Linked DNA regions of Gossypium arboreum: region 1 is linked to region 2. Evidence: chromatin contacts called from public Hi-C data. All regions are on one chromosome and are shown on one strand. Each heading gives the region's core, a stretch centred on a gene start, on an enhancer-like site or on the middle of the called end of the contact. The rest is flanking DNA. Distances are from core to core; before and after follow the strand shown.

Evidence for each region. Hi-C and Micro-C count contacts between places; a contact is called where the count stands out from the background.
Region 1: a contact with region 2 is called in a Hi-C map of leaf, with 2.9 times the contacts expected there. The contact joins the enhancer-like site here to the promoter of LOC108483452 in region 2. A contact is called at or near these places in 2 of 5 Hi-C or Micro-C datasets (both in leaf).

The regions. Positions count from the first base shown.
Region 1 is chr1:79,468,736-79,472,817 of ASM2569848v2, reverse strand. The region is part of intron 2 of LOC108481487; the gene reads left to right. Among protein-coding and RNA genes, the nearest start is that of LOC108481487, 14 kb to the left of the region's middle. Within about 2 kb of position 2,322, at least 1 of the 2 cell types and tissues checked has an H3K27ac peak or open chromatin away from gene starts, as enhancers often do. A contact at or near this core is called in leaf, where this site is marked.
Region 2 is chr1:79,086,248-79,090,503 of ASM2569848v2, reverse strand. LOC108483452 (kinesin-like protein KIN-4A) reads left to right here and starts at 2,757. Exons shown (of 26, transcript XM_053029186.1): 1 at 2,757-3,674; 2 at 3,832-3,970; 3 at 4,059-4,208. The coding sequence starts at 3,619.

The DNA of each region.
Region 1 (4,082 bases), core at 1,073-3,572, 380 kb before region 2:
CAATTAAATATTAAATATTTATTTTAAATTATGAGGTATGGTGTAGTAGTTGTTTCCTTTATCTTTTAATTATAAGGTTAAGGGTTTGATTTTCAATCATGAAATATAACGGAAATGAAGCATATTTCATGTTCAACTATTTACCTATTTAAAAATATCATGAAGAGAGAATTAATTATTATAATTAATATTAAACATATTAATTTTGATAAAAAATGTTTATTTTAAATTATCATTATTATGTAATTAAAATCGTAAAAGATATGCGCGAAATTAGATTCATGATGAACATGTTGAATACGACAATTTTACAGCAATAATTTGTAGTATTAATTTTAGTTAATTAGTGAAATATATAATAATATATTCCTAAACAAATGATAATGAAAGATGGAAACAAGAAATATGCGCATGATTGTAAAATCACAGTTGTATTTTGTCTGCATGTCATTAATACAAATTTTATCTCGATTCAGGTTATTGTTTAATAATAAAAGTTTTATTTAAATTTAATTGTAGAATAATTAATTGGTATAGGTAAACAAAGTTCAAGTTAGAGTTTGTTCGCGCTATGATTGTGTTTATGTTTAAACATAAAATGAGATTTTTTATACAAAAATAGTTTTAATTTGAGAAAACCAAAACCAAAACCAAAAACATAACTTAAACTTATTTAAGATTTTTTCAAAAAAATTGGGATTATCGCTAACAATGAAATGAGGGGTAAAAGTATTATAAATATTTTTGTATTAGGAGTTAAATTATATTTTGATTTCTCTATTAAAAATAAATAAATTAATCGCTTTTATTAGATTAAAGAGTAAGTTAATCTTTCTGTTAAAATTTTTCATTTATTTTTTTGTTAAAATTAGTCATTGTATATTAAAATTTTCATTCATTTATATTGTTAAAAATTAGTCATTGTATATTAATATGAGATACACATGACACACAAAAGTATTCTTGTCTTGATATTTTATCAGCCATATTAATTTTTAATAGTATAAATAAATAAAATTTTAATTAAATAATTAATTTACTTTTTATCTTAACGTGCATAAATTAAATTTGTTTATTTTTTTAATAGAAAAAGTTACTCTATGGTAGTTTTACCTTTGCGGTGTGAAAAACAAAAGCTGGGCAATGATTCAACGAAAGCAGAAACGAATGAGGTGTCCTAGAATTGGACCAAAAACCACCGAACAAAGACCAGAAAAATTGCAGCTCATCAAAACTGAACTTAAAATCCCATTGTCTTATTCCACTTTCAGAGAATAAGGGTTGGGTTGACCCAATCATTAAATTACATGCATGTATGTTCATGAAAAAATATTTTATTTTGGAAAATCATATTTTGTGCAAATACTTGATCAGAATTTAGGACACTTGCTGTCCTATGAATGGACAGTCAAAATTTATCAAATGGGTGGAATGTTTCTAATAATTACAAACTTCTTTCTTCCTTAGCTAATGAAAAATAAGGGTGTGTATCAGTTTTGTTTTGTTTTCGTTCTAGAAATTCATAAAATTGAGATTTTTTAATATCACAAACAACAACAGCTTAATATGAAAATATAAACTATTTCAAAATTTATATAAAAATATCATTTTAAATATATACATATATACTATAAATAAAGTGGTTAATTAAGTTATTGGCATAAGTTAACTTAACATAAATTCATATGTGAAATTATTAAAATATTTTAATTTTAAAAGGTAATTAATATTATTTTAAAGATATTTTCATCTTTTATATTTTTATATAATTTTTAAATAAAATAACTAAAAGAACATTTAAGAATTGAACAAAGGATCAACAATTTATATTAAAAACATTTTCACTCCACTACTAACTATTAACTGATATATTTATATAAATATATTTTTAATATAAAATATTTTCGTTCACTCGCATAATAAATATAATAAAATATAGTATTTATATTATGAAAAATACACCATCATCAATTATTTTATTTACATTTGTGTGTTTCATGTAAAAGAAGAGAAGTGTGTGAATATAAGTATTAATGGACAATGTTGGGGTTAAATACAAAAGTTGAATATATTATAATTTCATTATTAAAAGAAATTTATTTCAATATCACTTCCGATTTCAATAGAATTAATTTTAAACTTTAAAACCGATATGAAAAATTGTGATTACAAAAAAAATTACTTTGAATTAAAAATATTTATTAAGATATTATTATTAAAACTGAAAAATGAATGTGTACGTAGATGAAAGGTATAGAATAGAAGGGATAGTCGGATATAGATAACTGGAGTGGATCCCACACAGTGGAAGAAACGGTGGGAAGGCATGATTAGAAAGACAATGGCATCATTTGCACGTGTCTATGGACCACATTCCATCATCATAAAAAAAGTAAAGTTATATCATACCTCATTTCACTTTATTTAACTAAAAGTAAAACATACTGTTGCTTTACAAACCCTAACTACCATACCCTAATATATTGAGAATAATAAATATATCAAAATAAAATTCAAACCATAGCATTTACTTCCGATTCAATTAATCTCATGAGTTGATCCCACAATAAGTGAGTTGGAAAATGTCTAAAAAATTATTTAAGAAGTCGAGGGTTTTTATTTTGTATTTTTATTAAAATTATAAAAAGACAATTTAAATCTAAAATAAATGATGATATAAGATTTGAACATATGATATTAAAATCTTCAAAGCTTTGTCATTTGAATCAAAATCTCATTTGATTTTTATAAAATATTTTTATATAATTATTTCAGTCACATGTGTGCCATAATTCAATAAATTTTTATGTATTTAAAAGAACTATAATTCTAGTATCATACATTTAGATATATTCAAGAATCAGTGATTTATCCGGCTTGATTATCTAATTTACCTTAAATTAAATTTGGGTAAAAATTTCTTAACGACAGGCCAACTTGATCCGATCTAAAATAAAATTAAATAACTTTAAGATCATTATCATTTAACTTTAATTAATGTTAATATAAAATCATTCGTAACATATTTCTTAAACAATAAAATAGATCATTGGTTGGGTTAAGTTAGGCGAGCTTGGACTCAAGCTTAAAATTCCTTTTAAAATCAAATTTTAGCATGGCCTAACTTAACCCATGATTACCTTAACATGTACATTACACGTGATTTTATGCGTTTAAATTTTGTGATTTAAACTAAATATTTTTACTTTAAGTAAGTAATGCAAAGTAACATTATTTAAAATATTAATTAGTAAGCATAATTAAAATATATCAATTAATTTGGTATTCAAAATATTATAATAATAAAATAATTCTTAATCATTTTAAAGTATTTTTATAGGACAAGATTTTTGACATATTGTAAATTAATACTCCCTACTCGTCATTTTTATATTTTTAATAATAAATATAACTATATTAATTCGTAGATAATATATACATAATATAATATATTAGCTTATATTATATAAATGTATTATATACAATATAAATTATATAACATATGATATTTAAAACTAAAATAATGTAATTCTTGCATAGTTAATAAAAATAATACTTTAAATATAATATAATTCAATATAAATTTTAACCGTTTTATGTATTATGATATTAATTCATTCAATAATGTTTTTATTGACAAAATCTAAATTCATTTAATAAATTTAATTAAACAAAGATTTTAATAAAATTATAATTTTTATTTAAAATGTGATAAATCTTTATCATAATAAAAAATATATATATTTAAAACTACAAAATCAATAATATAATAAACATTCAAGTTGGTGTGTTTATACTAGGAAATATTTTTAATTTTGTGCTCATCAATTTTAACCACAAAGAGAAAACTGAAATATTAAAGAAGGGGAAAAAGGGTCATCTTCTCCCACTTTAGCCAAAGATTTCACATTTCTAAGCACTTAGTATATCGTCTTTCTTGGAAATCTTTTCAGCTTGGGAAATTGATAGAAGAGGATGGAGTGAGAAACTGTTTGTGTTACTGCTTTAGACCATGACAAAATAAAAGCAAAAATGAGGGCATGCAGCAATTGTTCAGATTGAAATATATTACCAACTAGAGA
Region 2 (4,256 bases), core at 1,508-4,007:
TCTTATGCATCAATTTCTTGACAAAAATCAAATGCTTGTTCATAGTATACATGACATTTTAAAGTGCATGATTATAATTGGTATAGATTTATATAACATATATTATATATCATGCAAGAAAGGAAGAAAGAAAGAAAGAAAGAAAGAAGATGGATGGAATGAAAATGCATGGTTAGGAAATGATCTATTAGTGGATTTTGTTTTGACATGGTTCAAACATTAGTTGAATATGCTTCTATCCAATAGAAGGATTATGACCATTTGGGAAAACCTTCCTAAGCTAAAAAGTTGTGTTATTGAATCTAATAGTTACTTTCAGAAAGGTTGGGTTGAAATGATCTTTTGAAACCACAATGTGAAACTTGAAAAGTGATGTCATTTTAAAGAGTCACTTATGCACCTATCAGTGCATTATAAATAAATAATAAGTTCGGAGAATTGAAATTTAACTCATTCTATTCAATTTGCGAGTGAAATTTTTAGTACAAAAAGTATTCTTTCTTTTTATGATATATATTTAATTTGATATATGAATTTATTTGTTTATTTAAATCAAGATTTAAGTAACTAGCATTTGGATGATATTGATGAAACATTATTTCTATTGCTAAAAATGAAGCTTTGTAGATAACCATATTAATGAAACATTATTTTCATTGCTAAAAGCGCAAGTTTATTATATTGTTTACACAAACATTCAATTAACTTAAGTAATGAAAGAGATGCAAATAAAAAGAATAGGGAAGATAATACTTATGCATTTATTAATGGAAAAGCCTGTATCTAGAACAATCTCTACTCGCAATTGTCTAACTTTGGAATAGAAATCTTCCGACTAAGCAAACATAAAAAAAAAAATTGAAAACCTAAATCAGATGTGTGAAAAACTTTTTAAACCCCTGTAATATGTTGTTTTGAGCTATTATTTATAGATTACATGTATTATGACCTAACTAGGTCAAATAAAGTTTGAGTTACAAGTTATTTAAGACTGTGCGAACAAAAACACCCATACAATAATTTTGGGTTTCGTCAGATTGGTGTCGCAACATTGCACGCGGAATGCTCCCCTTCTTTATTTGAAGTTGGGTGTCATGATATTGAGTGGTGGTTGTTGCAACATCAGTGGCTGTATGTTCCCCCTTTTGATTCAAATTTCATTGCCGCGGCATCCTCTCTAAATGTTGCAACATCTGGAGCAGTCCGTTGACTTATCGACCTAAAATGTCGTGTTACACACTCAATCAACTTGTTCGTTATTCTTTAGGCCCTAAAATTACATAATCGTTTTAAATTATTGATTATTTTTATAAAAAATATTTAAATAAAATTTTCCATAAAATTTTTAACTTTTGAATATGTGTGAATTAAAGAGAGTTGATGAAGCTATTTATACGTATATTAGATTGATAATTATTTTATATTTGAAAATCTTTTGAAGTCATTTATTTGCTGGTAATTTTTATATGCATATATTAAATATTAAAAAACGATAAATTTAAAATAATTTACGAAAAAAATGAATATCAAGATGCCATCAGAATAATTTAATAAGATCCAACCTAAAACTAACAATAATGGGAGGCTTGAAAACAAATCATTGGTTGATCTCATATCATAAGGTGAATGGTGTTAAGAAAAAAGTATCCAAAGTTTAGGTAACCTAAAGAGGCTTTTAATTTGAAATTAAAAGTGCATAAGGATATAAACCCAATTTAGCATTTTTATATAAGAAAAATGGAACTCAGAATCCACATGTCTAAATATAATTTAAATTTAATTGTATGAATTCTGTGAAAATACTTGATACAGTTTTTAAATTTAGGTTGATAAGTTGTTATATAAGGATATAATAAAATAAATATTTCAAATAAATACTTACCATAAAAATAATAAAATTAATGGTGCCTTCTTTTTCAAATTGCATTTTTTACAAGAGTATTGGAAGCATCGATTTTATCATTAAATCGCAAAAAATTGAATGTGATTAACTCTCTTAACTTTTTGATGGTGCAATTTAGTTGCTCCAAATATGGAATTTAATTAATTACACTACCATCCAACTTTAATCCACACATCACAACAAAAGGAAAGCCAAAAAACACGAATTTAATTTACTGCCACAGAATCAGTCAAAAAGATTACATAAAGCCCATTTCTGGGTTCTTTTTCTCTTCTTTTGCCATTTCTTCTTTCCTGGGTTAGCTTTTCGTCAATTTTATTTCTTTAATTTATTAGAACATATAATAGAGGTCTGTGGTCACAAATGAATATGTATTGCTTGCTTCATTGATTTTTTTTTTTTCAGAACTTGTTTGATTTCATATACATTTTTAAACTATTGGGGAAGTAATATTAGAACATCATCTTTTAAAAATTAAAATTATAGGAAAAAAGAATCTAGTAAGAAAAAGATAAGTTAAATTTTGTTATTAGTCTTTCTACTTTATAAAAATTATGAATTTAGTTTTTACATTTTTATTTGATTCATTTTAGTTTGAATCAGTCCATAATTTTAATTCCTAACGATAGTAATTAAATTTGTTTACTAGTCGCCTACATGTGTAAGTTTAGTCTATTTATTCAAATTAGATCATTTCAAATTCTTATATTTTCTGAATTTTAAATTTTAATAACTAAATTTTTAATAAGTACATCAAATTTTAAAAATAGTATAATTTTACTTAATAAATTTAACAATTATAATTGAATAAAAAATATAAAAATTGAACAAGTAACTTCTACATAGAACAGAGAATGATAAAAAAAAAAATGTAGGATACAAATAACAAAGTGGTTTTGACTTTTAGAAATGCTATATATGATTCCAAATCATGCGGCTTATGTGCTGTGGTTTTTTATTCTTGATAATTGGTGGTGGGGGAGTGGAATTACTTAATATCGAACGTTTATAAAATAATACTCTTACCACAGAGGATAATGGCGTGGTCATCCCTGTTTATCGACCATATCCTGAGCACAATGATAAAATTTTCATCCTCATAATACGTGGTTTTAGGAGCACTTATCTTTCTTTTCTTTTTTTTTTTTAATTTTTAAATTTTAACCAAAACCCAGAAAAAAATGGAGCTAAAAGGGGTAGAACTGTAAAGACAAGGACAAAAACGAAACTCCATGAAGGTCATAATAAGAAACAGAGGAACATGGGAAACTGAGATTTGCAGTAAGCAAAAAAGTAGGATAAAAAGGGAAAGAGTGTTACGAAAGTTCTTTTCCTTTTTCTTTTACATGACGATTTTTTATGTGAAGGCTAAGGAAAATGACAGTAGTTGTTGTTATCACTGCAGTTAAACTTTCTGCTTTGTATACTTCTATGGTTATGCTATCACATTCCCTCTAATTCCTCAACTACCCTTCCCTCTTTTACAGTTCCTTTTCTATTTTTTCTTACATTTCCCAACAACAACAGCAGCAACCCATTTTCCATGAGAAGGGTTTTTTTACAAGGAAAAGAAGAAAAAAAATATTTTACTTTTTGGGGTTTTCTTCTTCTCTCTTTTTGTGGAATTTTCTTTTAGCTGTTTCGTATGGAAGTTGGTGGAGGTTCAGAGGAATGTTGTGTTAAGGTTGCGGTTCATGTAAGACCACTTATCGGTGATGAGAAGGTTCAAGGTTGTAAAGACTGCGTTACTGTCATCCCAGGAAAGCCTCAGGTACTGTCACTTACTAGAATGCAGGCCTTAATTCTTTTAAGTGCTTTCAAATGGATGATTTTGGGTTTAATTTGAAGTATTTGGAGATCTGGATCTTTTGGATGCTTGAATAATTGATCAATCAAAATTAACTAATGAATATTTTGCTATGCTGCAGGTACAAATTGGTACACATTCCTTTACATTTGATCATGTGTATGGGAGCACCAGTTCTCCTTCTTGGATGTTTGAGGAATGCATTGTGCCACTTGTTGATGGCTTATTCCAAGGATATAATGCTACTGTTCTTGCTTATGGTCAGGTACAGCTGAATCTTTCACACCACACACCTAAATATTGCTGTTTTTATTTTCCTTCCAATTGAAGTTTGAAAAATTATTTCAGACTGGATCAGGTAAAACATATACTATGGGCACAGGCTTCAAAGGTGGCTCTCAAACAGGAATCATTCCTCAAGTAATGAATGCTTTGTTCAGCAAGATTGAAAATCTAAAACATCAAATCGAATTTCAATTGCATGTGTCCTTCATTGAGGTTTGTTAAAGAACCAAACATTTCATTTTGTTTGTTCTACTTTGCTGT